Linked DNA regions of Hordeum vulgare: region 2 is linked to region 1. The links are chromatin contacts, called in public Hi-C maps. All regions are on one chromosome and are shown on one strand. The core of a region is the stretch at or near the end of the contact, and the rest is flanking DNA. Distances in the headings are between cores, read along the strand shown. Region 1 holds the start of LOC123429450. Region 2 has its middle 100 kb from the start of LOC123424717.

Region 1 (5,422 bases), core at 901-3,400:
TACCGGCGGTGTCCATCATGGCGGCATCTCGGTGTTGGTGGCATCATGTGTTTACCGATCCTTCAGACCGGCGGCGTTAGGTTTCATGGATAGTGTCGGCGACTCCATCAGGTGTGTATTTCCTTTGTGCTTTGTCCCCGTTGTTGCGACATTGTTTCCAACGTGATGATGGAGCAGGAAGCTTTTGTTGTTTAGGAGTACGCGTAGATGGTTGTCTACACAAGTTACAGCTCGCATCTTCTAGTGGGTTCGTGGATGGTGGCTGACACTTCTATTTTCCTCCTCTAATGTCGTCGTCATCGTCGTGCAAGGGTGTCAGTCGTCGTCATCGTCGTGCAAGGGTGTCAGATCTAGAGTTCGATGGCGTGTCCGGGGACATGTTGCCCCGGTATGATTCTTTCAACGACAATGGTTTTGCTTCTAGGAAACTACTTTGAAGGTCCGTGTAAAGTTGTAGATCAACGATAGAACCGCGTCGAGCTCATGCGAAGAGGTGATGTCTTCTTTTCCTTTGGTGACCGCTTCGATGGTATCGACGAAAAGAGACATGCGATGGTATTTTGCATATGATTACCCTATCTTTTTAGTCCTGTAAGGACGGTGTTTATGTGGCTTGTAACTTGAACTTATTCTATAAATGAGACACATTACCATGCCAAAAAAAAAAAGAGACTAGAGCTGTTGTAAGAATATTGATATTGGGCTTGTTGGGTTCTAGGCTTATAGAAGAGAAGAGGCCCAAAGGTTTTTGCGATTATGTTCTTACTTATGTGCATGTGGTATGTTTTTAAAACGAAAATGATAAAATCAGAACATTTTAATTTTAAGCATGGCAAACCAACCGTTTTTTCATGATAACTTTAGTTCACGCTAGGTTGGTAAACATGACAATTTTCTAATAAAATAAATGAATTAAAACAAAGTTGCATGGTTTAACAACTAAAGTTGCACCTCGCGTCAACTAAAATTGTTATGAAAAACATTCAACACGACATGCCTAAAATCTGAACGTTCGCTATATATTTATCATGGTTCATATAAAAAATAGTGCATGTGGCTGTGGCCTAGGTTCTACCCCGAGGTAAGAAATAGAAAACCGTTTAGATAACTATTTTAGTGATTTATAGACGTTTTTATACATATTTTTTATCGGGGAGTACCGTTGAGCAATTGAAGGGCATTAAACAACAACAATACAGGGCCGCTAATTAACGCTTGCCCAAAAGAAAACCAAAATCCATCAAAGATTTAAAATCATTTATAAAAGTAATACTCTTAACATGATCAAATATTTCCATGGCCAGGCAACGATTCGAATAATGATTCTGAAGCGTACCAGCCAGGCAATCAATCCATGGGCATGTAAACGATTGGAATTATGACAAACAACATAGACAGCATCTAAAATCCTGGCACAATCTTCGGAACAAACGAGCAGCGCAGAGAGGTATTCGCGGCCTGCCTGGACCGAACTAATACTTGGGAGGGTCGGAGAAGAAGTTGTTGATGGCCGGCATGATCTGGGGGCGCTGGCGGTCGATGAACTTCCTGAATCCGTGCTGCGAGTAGCGCTTCCCCTCGTCGAAGTTCTCCTGGACCCCCGCCGCCCTGTTCTCCTTGGTCACCCTGCACAACAGACCGACAGACAACCAACGGCGGCGCGGTTTCAGATTCGGAAAACGGTTTCGTCAACCATCGGCTGTTGAAGTCAGTCAGATCGGGGTCTCCGCCGCCGAGATAGGGCTTGGGTTGGGGTACCTGACTTCCGGGTTGGTGGTGATGTTGCGGATGAGCTGCATGGCGCAGATGGAGACGGCCACGCCGGTCGTCAGGAAGATCGGGTACGCCTGCACCGGCCATACCAGCGCGCGTGTGATTGATTCATCGCGAGGAAAACAGATCAAATCGTCCACCGAAAACCCCAGCCACTTCGTTCCATCACGAGAATCTCCGATCTACGAACCGAGAGAGAGAGAGGAGCGGGGGATTTGGGTCGCACTCGCACGTACCTCAGGGCGGAGCCATCGCTTCCAGGCGGCGGAGGAGGCGCCTGCCGCCATTGCTGTCTGCTTCTTTCTTCTCGCCCAAGAATGGATCTGCGGGAGTATCCCTTTGGCTGCCGGTTGTCGACTACTAGCACGGGAGAGGGTTGTCAACCCGGGTCGCTATATAGCGAGCGGGCGAGGCGCGTTCGGTTGACGCGGTGCGGGGGGGACGTGGGCTTTGCAAACACCGGACGGGTGCGGGATTCGGCAGCCCGCGGTGAAAAAAAAAAATGCGCTGCTTGGCGACGCGTACGACACGTGAACTGGTCACGCCCGCGCCGTGCCGTGACGTGACGCAACCGACATTGGTTTGGGTTGAGTGCAAATTCCTACACGGTTACGCCCCCTGTCCCTATGGTCCTACCTGCAGGTTCCACCGGTGGCCCGACTACATCATCGCGCGGTTTTTTTTTTAAATATTGCATTTTTTTATTCTTTTAAAAAAATAATGCACCAAATAAAAAAGTTCGAGAAATATACCTGCCTCGGCCACCCTGTGGCCGACTGGGAGCTCTCGGCCTCGCCATAGCCGACAGGGTGCTCTCGGCTTCCACGTGGCCGATTAGTGGAAGACCACTGCCACTCGGCCTGGCCGTGGCCGAGTAGTGGCAGCGCCAGGCCCTTCCCCCCCCCCCTCTCCCTCCTTTCTCTATTTCTTCTCCCTCCTTCTCTATTTCTTCTCCTTATTTCTCCCCTTATTTATTTTTGCTGTTTTGGAGGGAAGTGGCATCTTTTTTCCTCTTTGAAATAATCATTCTATTAATTCTAAGAAGAATTCAAACAATGAAAAAATGATACTAAAATGATGTACTCCTTTTCTTGAATAAATAGCAATAGACACATGGAACTAAAATTATAATTTCCTACTTCTTAAACAGATAACAACTAGATTTTGAACATTCGCAAAAAAAAAGATTAAATTTCGTAAAACTAAATCTGTCACTATTGTCTTTCTCATATTGCTTAGAGCAATGGTACACCCACGAACTGTTTTTAGAGGATGAAAGGACTAGCTTACCTGAACTGTTTTGAACGTTTCACTCGCGATGATATTTTATGTTGTGTAAGGAGGAGGGCATCCAAACTATCCGTCTCATTCGCGATGATATTTTATGTAAGAAACTTATGTGTATTTTGAACATTAGCTATTTTGCCTACTCCGTTGCCGTAAATATTTCCACGTCTCCATTCCCGCCTATTTTTTCGCACCACCTTTCCCGCCAAATTTTACCCGTTTCGTTTCCCACCACCTTTCCCGCCAACTATTTACCCTCTTATTTCCCGCCAAACCTTTCCCGCCTCATTTCCCTTCTCTTTTTCCTGCCATATTCCTGGTTATCTAAGTCTATAAAAGGAGGCATTGGACTGCCTTCCTCCATCATCCAGCCTCACTTGAGAACACTAGCACTGCCTTCCATCCTCCATCATCCAGTGAATATGAGTTTGTCTTGCTCGGATCAGAGCATCAGGCCTAATAAAATGCAGAGTGCGAGTTTGCCTCGGGGTGTGGAAGCAGTTCGATGTTGGTGCGGTGATCTCTGCAAGGTGAAGGAGGTGACGGATTTTTCAGATTGGTTGGGCATGAAGTTTTTTATGTGCGCCAATTATGAATCTGATCCGCCCGAATCTATTTCTGCGTACCTCAGGCCTCCGGTATGCTCAAGTTATCCAGAGTAAATATGTTATTGATATTATTGTTTACTTGATATATATATATATATATATATATATATATATATATATATATATTGTAGTCTCCTCCTCCTCTCTGCATGTACTATCGTTGGATTGACACAGAATTGCCGGACTGGGCGGTGACCGAGATTCGTGAAAGAGGTCGCCGTGCATGGGCTAGCTTGGACTTGGAAGAGCGCCGCGCGAAGGCTAAAGCAGAGGAGAAAGCAGAGCAGAAGAAAGAGTGGGAAGATTACTGTGTGGAGCAGAGGGCTTTTATTGATGATATGATAAGGAAGAACCAAGAAGAGAAACTTCGGTTGGAGGAGGTTTACAGACAGCGGGAACAGGCCCGTGAAGCTGAGAGGGAGAGAAAGAGAGAAATGGCTCGTGCGGCCAAAGTAGTAGAAGAAGCTGGTGATGGAAAAGGGAAATATCCACGCTGGACTCAGTAGATTTATTATAATTTCAGCAAGTTGTATCTTAATTTCAGCAAGTTGTGTCAGCACGTTGTATCTTAATTTCAGCAAGTTGTATTTTAATTCCGGCAAGGTCTATCTTAGTTTGTCTGTAATCTCAAGTTATTGGTAGTATATGTGTTATCCACGAAGAACCAACTGAGCATTTTTGTTCCCGCCATTTTTTTCCCGCCTAGCTTTCCCGCCATTTTGTTCCCGCCTCGCTTTCCCACCATTTATTTCCCGCTCTTCAGCACCTATAAAACCCTCTCCACAGCAAGGGTTGGTAAGGAGTGTGCTCAAAATGTGTCATTATCCTTTCGATCGTAGTTTTCACAGTGGTATGTCGGAGTGTCTTCTACGCTTGGCTAGCAATTTCAAGATAGACAATAGAATAGTTTCATGGGACGAACTCATCAGTAGTGACACGCTACTGAATGAGGTTGCTCATGCATTAGCTAGGAAGGGGTGGCCTGCAAGGACATATGAGGAGATTCGGAAGGAACTTCTTCGGTTGAATGAAAGGTGGAAGAAGAAAGGGCAGCACATACGCGGTGGAGGTGGAGTAAAACATCCCTTTTTATGGATTGACGATAGCGAGGACGAAGACGATATCTTCATGCCGAGTAGCAAGGACAAGAGGGCAGCATCAATGAGTGCCAAGAGTACCGCTTCGTCGAAGGGCCAGAGCTCTGCATCATCGAAAGATGACGTCGACTTTATGTAGTTCTTGTATGAACTCTGCATCTTAATGTATCTTATTTTATGTATCTTATTTTATGTATCTCCGGAATCTTACTTTGTTTGTAATCTCAAGTTATTGGTAGTATATGTGTTATCCACGATGAACCAACTGAGCATAGAAATAGATAGGAATATGTCTCATAGATAAAATACACATAAGTCTCATAGATAAAATACACATAAGTCTCATACATAAAATACACATAAGTCTCATACATAAAATACACATAAGTCTGAAGTGATACATAGCAGGGCAAAGAGTTTGCTTCACTCACGACGTCTCGGTTGGCGCTCTGGGGGTGTGGGGGTGTACTCCATCCCCACCCGTGGGGGGGGGGCCTAATGTTACGAGGAGGAATCTCGGATCCACCCTGGTCATACTGTGTATCCTGTGTGGGCCACGGTGGAGGAGTCGAAAACATGTCCAACCACATGTTTTGCTGCGATGGTGGCTCATCTGGTTCACTCCCTAACCCGGATCCGTACGCCGACACATCATGA
Region 2 (5,422 bases), core at 1,161-3,660, 120 kb after region 1:
AGCGCGTTGATTGTTCATTTGGAGTTGCTTCTTCTTCTTCTTCTTCTTCGTCGATCTAGGATGGGTTCCAGGCCGGCAGCCTGGGATAGCAAGGATGGACGTCGTTCTTCTTTTCTCGTTTGTTTTCGTCTGTAGTCGGACCCTGCTCTTCTTCTGATGTTTATGTATTGTACTGCTGTGACTCTGATGTAGCTTGTGGCGAGTGTAAGCCAATTCTATTATATATCTCTTCTTTTCAGTACATGTACTTGTAACAATATCCATTCTTGCGACACGACGAGATGCGATTCTATCACTGACGAGGCCCTCGTGCCAAATTGAGAACAGGGTCGCATCTTGGGCGTGACACAACCTCACAAGAAGTTGCCAAGTTTTGGCAACTTTCAATGTTGCCAATTGTTGGCTTGCCAAGTACTCCCTCCGTTCCTAAATATAAGATTTGTTATTTATCTAAAAAGTCAATTTTTTTAAACTTTGATCAACTTTATAGACAACAATATTAATGTCTAGAATACCTATATCACTAGATTCTTCATGAAATATACATTTATATTTTATGAAGTTTTGTTCAAAAAGACCACTAGCCGAATGTTATTGTCAAAAAAGACCAGCTGCAGTATGGAATGCAAGAAAAGACCCTCATTTTTCGTGGCGGCAGGCGCGCCGGGTGATGCGTGGCACCTGCCACCACGAGCCAAGACGGCCAGGCCCTGCCGCCACCCGGCGAGGCGGTCAGCCGCGAAGGTGGGACCTGCCACCAGCGCTCGAGGCGACAGGCTGCACACTCGTACGTGCATGCATTCAGTCCGAGCCGTACGTGCGTGCATTCAATCCAAGCCAGGACGAGCCAGCGCTATGGCTGACTATGGACGTGCGCTAGCCCTATCTCATGCTCTAGTCCATACGTACATGCATCAAGTTCCATGCCTGGCCATGCCTATCGTGCGCAGCCTGCCGCTTGGAGCGTTGGCGGTAGGTCACACCTGCGCGGCCGACCGCCTCGCCGGGTGGCGGCAGGGCCTAGCCGCCTCGGCCCGTGGCGACAGGTGCCATGCGACATCCGGCGCGCGTGCCGTCATGAGAAGTGGGGGTCTTTTTTCGTATTTCATACCGTATTTGGTCTTTTTTGACAATAACACTCGGTTAATGGTCTTTTTGAACATAAATTCTATATTTTATATATTTAATACTTTTTATATTTAAGTGGTGTTTCTTTTCAAGAGACTAGACTTTTTTTTAGTCTCAGAGACTAAAGAAAAAAGTTCTTTTAATAGAGACTTTTTCTAGTACCTTCAGAAAAAGTCCCTCCTATTTCTTTACCTAGGGACTAAAAGGGACTTTTTAGTCTAGTCACTAGTTAAAGAAACACCATCTTATATGTTTTGCTATAATATTGGTCAAATATAAACAATGTTTGACTGTTTTAAACACTAATGCACCTTATATTCTGGCCGGTGCGCCGGTCGAACCGTTCGGCCGGCCGCGTGCACGCGACCCGCGCGCTGAGTGCTGACTAGGCATGCAACATTTTTCCGTCTAAAATGTTGCAATCAACATCGTATTTGCTGCAAGTGTTTTTATTTGCTACATTTGTCCAGTAAAAAAAGTTGGATATACGTTTAGTTACAACTCCAGTTCGTCGAATTTTTCGTTACAATCGATGTTTTTTTTACTTTTGCTACAATCGTGTTAATTTTTCCTACAACCGACATCTTTTTTGCTGCAACCGTTCACTAAAAAAGTTGTATACACGTTCACGTAGATATTTGTTACAACCGGCGTTTGACTTTTGCTACCACACACCATTAACTTTGTTTTTCTGCTACGATCATGTAGATATTTTTTTTGCTACAATTTTTTTTGTTGAAATCGTTGAAAAAATTGCTGCATTTCGTCGAGTTTTTGCTGCATCGGAAGAAAAAATGTTGCATGAAGATTCAACATGCGGACGCGGGGGCTGGTGGATCGTGCGGCCCGCGCGTCGACGCAGAACACTGAGTAATGGAGGAAGTATTCTACCCGTCCGGAATTACTTGTCGTAAAAATGGATGTATCTAAAACTAAAATACATCTAAATATATTCATTCCTCGGACAAGTATTTTCGAACCAAGGAAGTATTTGCAATGCCAAATGTTGGCATCAAACCAGTTTTAGAGTAAGAGTGTCAGCTCTCTGTGTATTTTCAATTAGTGTGCTGTGTGCCAGAATATCTCTTTTTTATCGAGGAATTGGAATCTGACCGGGATGCTCTGATAAAGTTTCCTTCTTCGCCGAAAATAGGGAGCATATATGATTAGCGACTGCTTCTGACGATTTGTGTGTCCTTGTATTTTCTTTTGAGGGATATTTGTGTCCTTGATACGTGTCCTTGAGTTTGGTGTGAAAGGCCTGAAAGTCCAACGAACATACTGGGCCGCTCAGCTGAAGGCCTCATCCCTCTGGAAGGAAAAAAAAAAGACACCGATGATCCTGGACTCTGTACGAACCGCCAATGCAACGCAACACGTACTGAGTTCGTTCAACCAAAACAAACCGACTCGGCATCAGATCCATATATCCATCCTGCTGCGCCCCGCCGCCGACGCCGATCATCTCTCTACTTGCACCATGGCCGCCGCCGACGCCGACGCCGACGCCCTCAACCTCAACAGCAGTCGATGGTCCAGCCACCACGACCGCTTCGACAACTTCTTCCGCCGCGGCAAGGCCGCCCTAGCCAGCCGCCGCTGTTGACTTTTCACTTTCAGGATCGATCACATCAAATCACACGAACACACGCGCAGAAAAACTTATAGCCAAGGGCACATGTCGTGCCCCTCTTTTCTTTCTTTTTATTCCTCAATATTTTTCACGGTACAAAACTCACGTAGACCTGCTGCATATATATAATGTAGAAGCCGACACCGACCAACACAAACCCAATCTATAGATGCTAGGACTTCAGCACAAACCGGACTCGGCCTCTAACCAAGACCAATTATACTACTCCGAACCGGACTCAACATGGACACAACCAAGATTTCCTAACGTAGTGCACCTAGCCTAATCACCGGCCACCCCGATCACGATTAGCCTAAACTGACAAGGACAAACTAGTACAGCATATCCTAACATGTACTTTTAATACATGGAAACTAACTTAACCATAAGGAATGTTTGGATTATTTCAACAGCCGCCGCGAGACGGCGCTCAAGAAGCTTACGCTCTACCTGTGTCCTTGTATTTTTTTTTTTAGGGATATTTGTGTCCTTGATACGTGTCCTTGAGTTTGGTGTGAAAGGCCAACGAACATTCTGGGCCGTTCAGCTGAAGGCCTCATCCCTCTCTGGAAGGCGAAAAAAACACCAGTCGGCAGGTACCACGACGGGGAACCGCAGTGCGATGCCCGGGTCGCCGGCCTCCTCCTCGACCCCGCCTCGCCGCCGAGCATTCCTACCGGAGCTTCTACGTCCCGCCGCTGGCCTCCCTGCCGTGCGCCGCCACCACGCTCCGGGTGCTGGAGCTCGACTCCTGCGGCCTCGAGCCGTCCGCCCAGGCGCAGCTCGCTTTGCCGCGCCTCACGGATCTCACCCTGCGCAACTGCACTTACTTGCAGGGGTATCTGCAGATCATGGTCGACGCCGCGCCGGCCCTCACCACGCTCTCGCTGGTGGATGTGACCAACAAGCCGCCCAAGCCGGTCACTTCCGAATTCCGATCCCTACTACGCACCCAAGGCTTTCAACCTGCCCCTTTGCCTCCGCTCCCCGACGGTCACCGCCTTGGTGCTCGAGACCTGCGTCTGCCAGGAAGAGCTCGACGACTCCCGCAACATCGGCATACAGCTCGACATGCCCAGCCTGCGCTCCTTCTGCTACAAGGGCTTCCCTTTCAAGCTCTCGCTGACATCGCCGGCGCCGGGGCTGGCACGAGTCCACCTCGACACCACCCACTGCGAGAGAGGTTTCTATAAGTACGAGTCCACGGCGCGCGCGCTCGCAAGCTTCTCCAGCACGAGGGCCCTGAAGCTGCACCTCACCACGATCGACAGCGTACTCTCCCACCATAACAGATCCAGCTATCGGTACCAAGATTCCATCGGTAACCCCGACGAGGAGGCCATCCTGCCCACCTAGCTTCCCGAACCTCAAGCTCCTCGAAGTAGACGCGGAGTTCAACTACAAGGACAACAACACGGCGCTGGCGTTGGCAACGCTGCTCCACTCCTGCCCAGCCATGTCGGAGCTCCGGCTCAGGCTGAACATGACAAGGGACTACCACTACGATCGTAAGATGACCGAGCAACAGGCCGGAGGCCCGTTCGCACGGTCCGTCGAAAGGTTCAGCAGGCTCGGTTCCATGTGCACGGAACACCGAGACGACGTGGAGTTCGGCGGGGTCTCGGACCTCCCGGCCGCCTTCGCCAACAGCTCCGCGTTCAGCTGCGTGAGGACCAGCCTGCGGAAGGTGACGCTGCAATTCAAGTCCAAGGAGCTCAACTGCTTTCAGGTGCAGCTTGCCAAGTTCCTCGTGGAGAACGCCATGGTGCTCGAGGAGATGCACGTCGACGATGGGGATCAGTTCTGGCCGGACCACCTCTTGGACAAGCTCACGAGATGGAGGGCCGACGCGTTCCAAAGGAGGAACCTGCCGGACACGGCCAGCTTTCGGGCGCACCAACTAGCTGATCCCGTCGTAGATCCTGATTCCTGAGATACATATAACTGATATGACTGGGGAAGTGATCTGGCGCGCCAGCCCAAACTTTCGGCCGGCCCCATGCGGGCCGCATAATTCACCAACCCCCACGCGTCCGCACCGTTGGATCTGTATGCAGCATTTTTTTCTCTATGCAGTAAAATTTCGATGTGATGCAGCAATTTTCTTAACGGTTGCAACAAAAAATAAAATTTGTAGCAAAAAAATATCTATGTGATCGTAGCAAAAAACCGAAGCTGATGGTACGTGGTAGCAAAAGTCAAACGCCGGTTATAACAAATATTTACGTGACATCTAAGCAACTTTTTTAGTGAACGGTTGCAGCAAAACATGATGTCGGTTGTAGCAAAAATTAACACGGTTGTAACAAAAGTAAAAAACATCGATTGTAATGAAAAATTCGACGAACTGGAGTTGCAACCAAACGTATATGCAACTTTTATACCGGGACAAAATGTAGTAAAAAAATGCTTGCAGCAAAAATGACGCTGGTTGCAACAAATTTAGACGAAAAATATTGCATCCATTAACCAGCGAAGCGCACGAGTGAAAAAATGTTGCATGGACCCGCGCGCGCGAGGGACGACCGGCGCGTCGGTTCGGCCGGCGCGCCGTATGGAAACGATTCCCATATGACTGCTTGGAGAGATTTAGATTTTTGCCACTTTCTTCCCATGGCTTCGCAAAATTGCCACTTCTCAAGATTTACTTTGCATAATTGC

The links. A called contact is a pair of places that touch in the nucleus more often than the background predicts.
Region 2: a Hi-C map of seedling shows a contact between it and region 1, with 4 times the contacts expected there. The contact joins the enhancer-like site here to the promoter of LOC123429450 in region 1. A contact is called at or near these places in 2 of 6 Hi-C or Micro-C datasets (leaf and seedling).

The regions. Positions count from the first base shown.
Region 1 is chr2H:40,191,212-40,196,633 of MorexV3_pseudomolecules_assembly, forward strand. It overlaps LOC123429450, which reads right to left and starts at 2,151. Exons shown (of 3, transcript XM_045113486.1): 1 at 2,010-2,151; 2 at 1,759-1,847; 3 at 1,223-1,626. The coding sequence starts at 2,060. The coding sequence ends at 1,473.
Region 2 is chr2H:40,312,696-40,318,117 of MorexV3_pseudomolecules_assembly, forward strand. No RefSeq gene overlaps it. Among protein-coding and RNA genes, the nearest start is that of LOC123424717, 100 kb to the left of the region's middle. Within about 2 kb of position 2,411, at least 2 of the 3 cell types and tissues checked have open chromatin away from gene starts, as enhancers often do. A contact at or near this core is called in seedling, where this site is marked.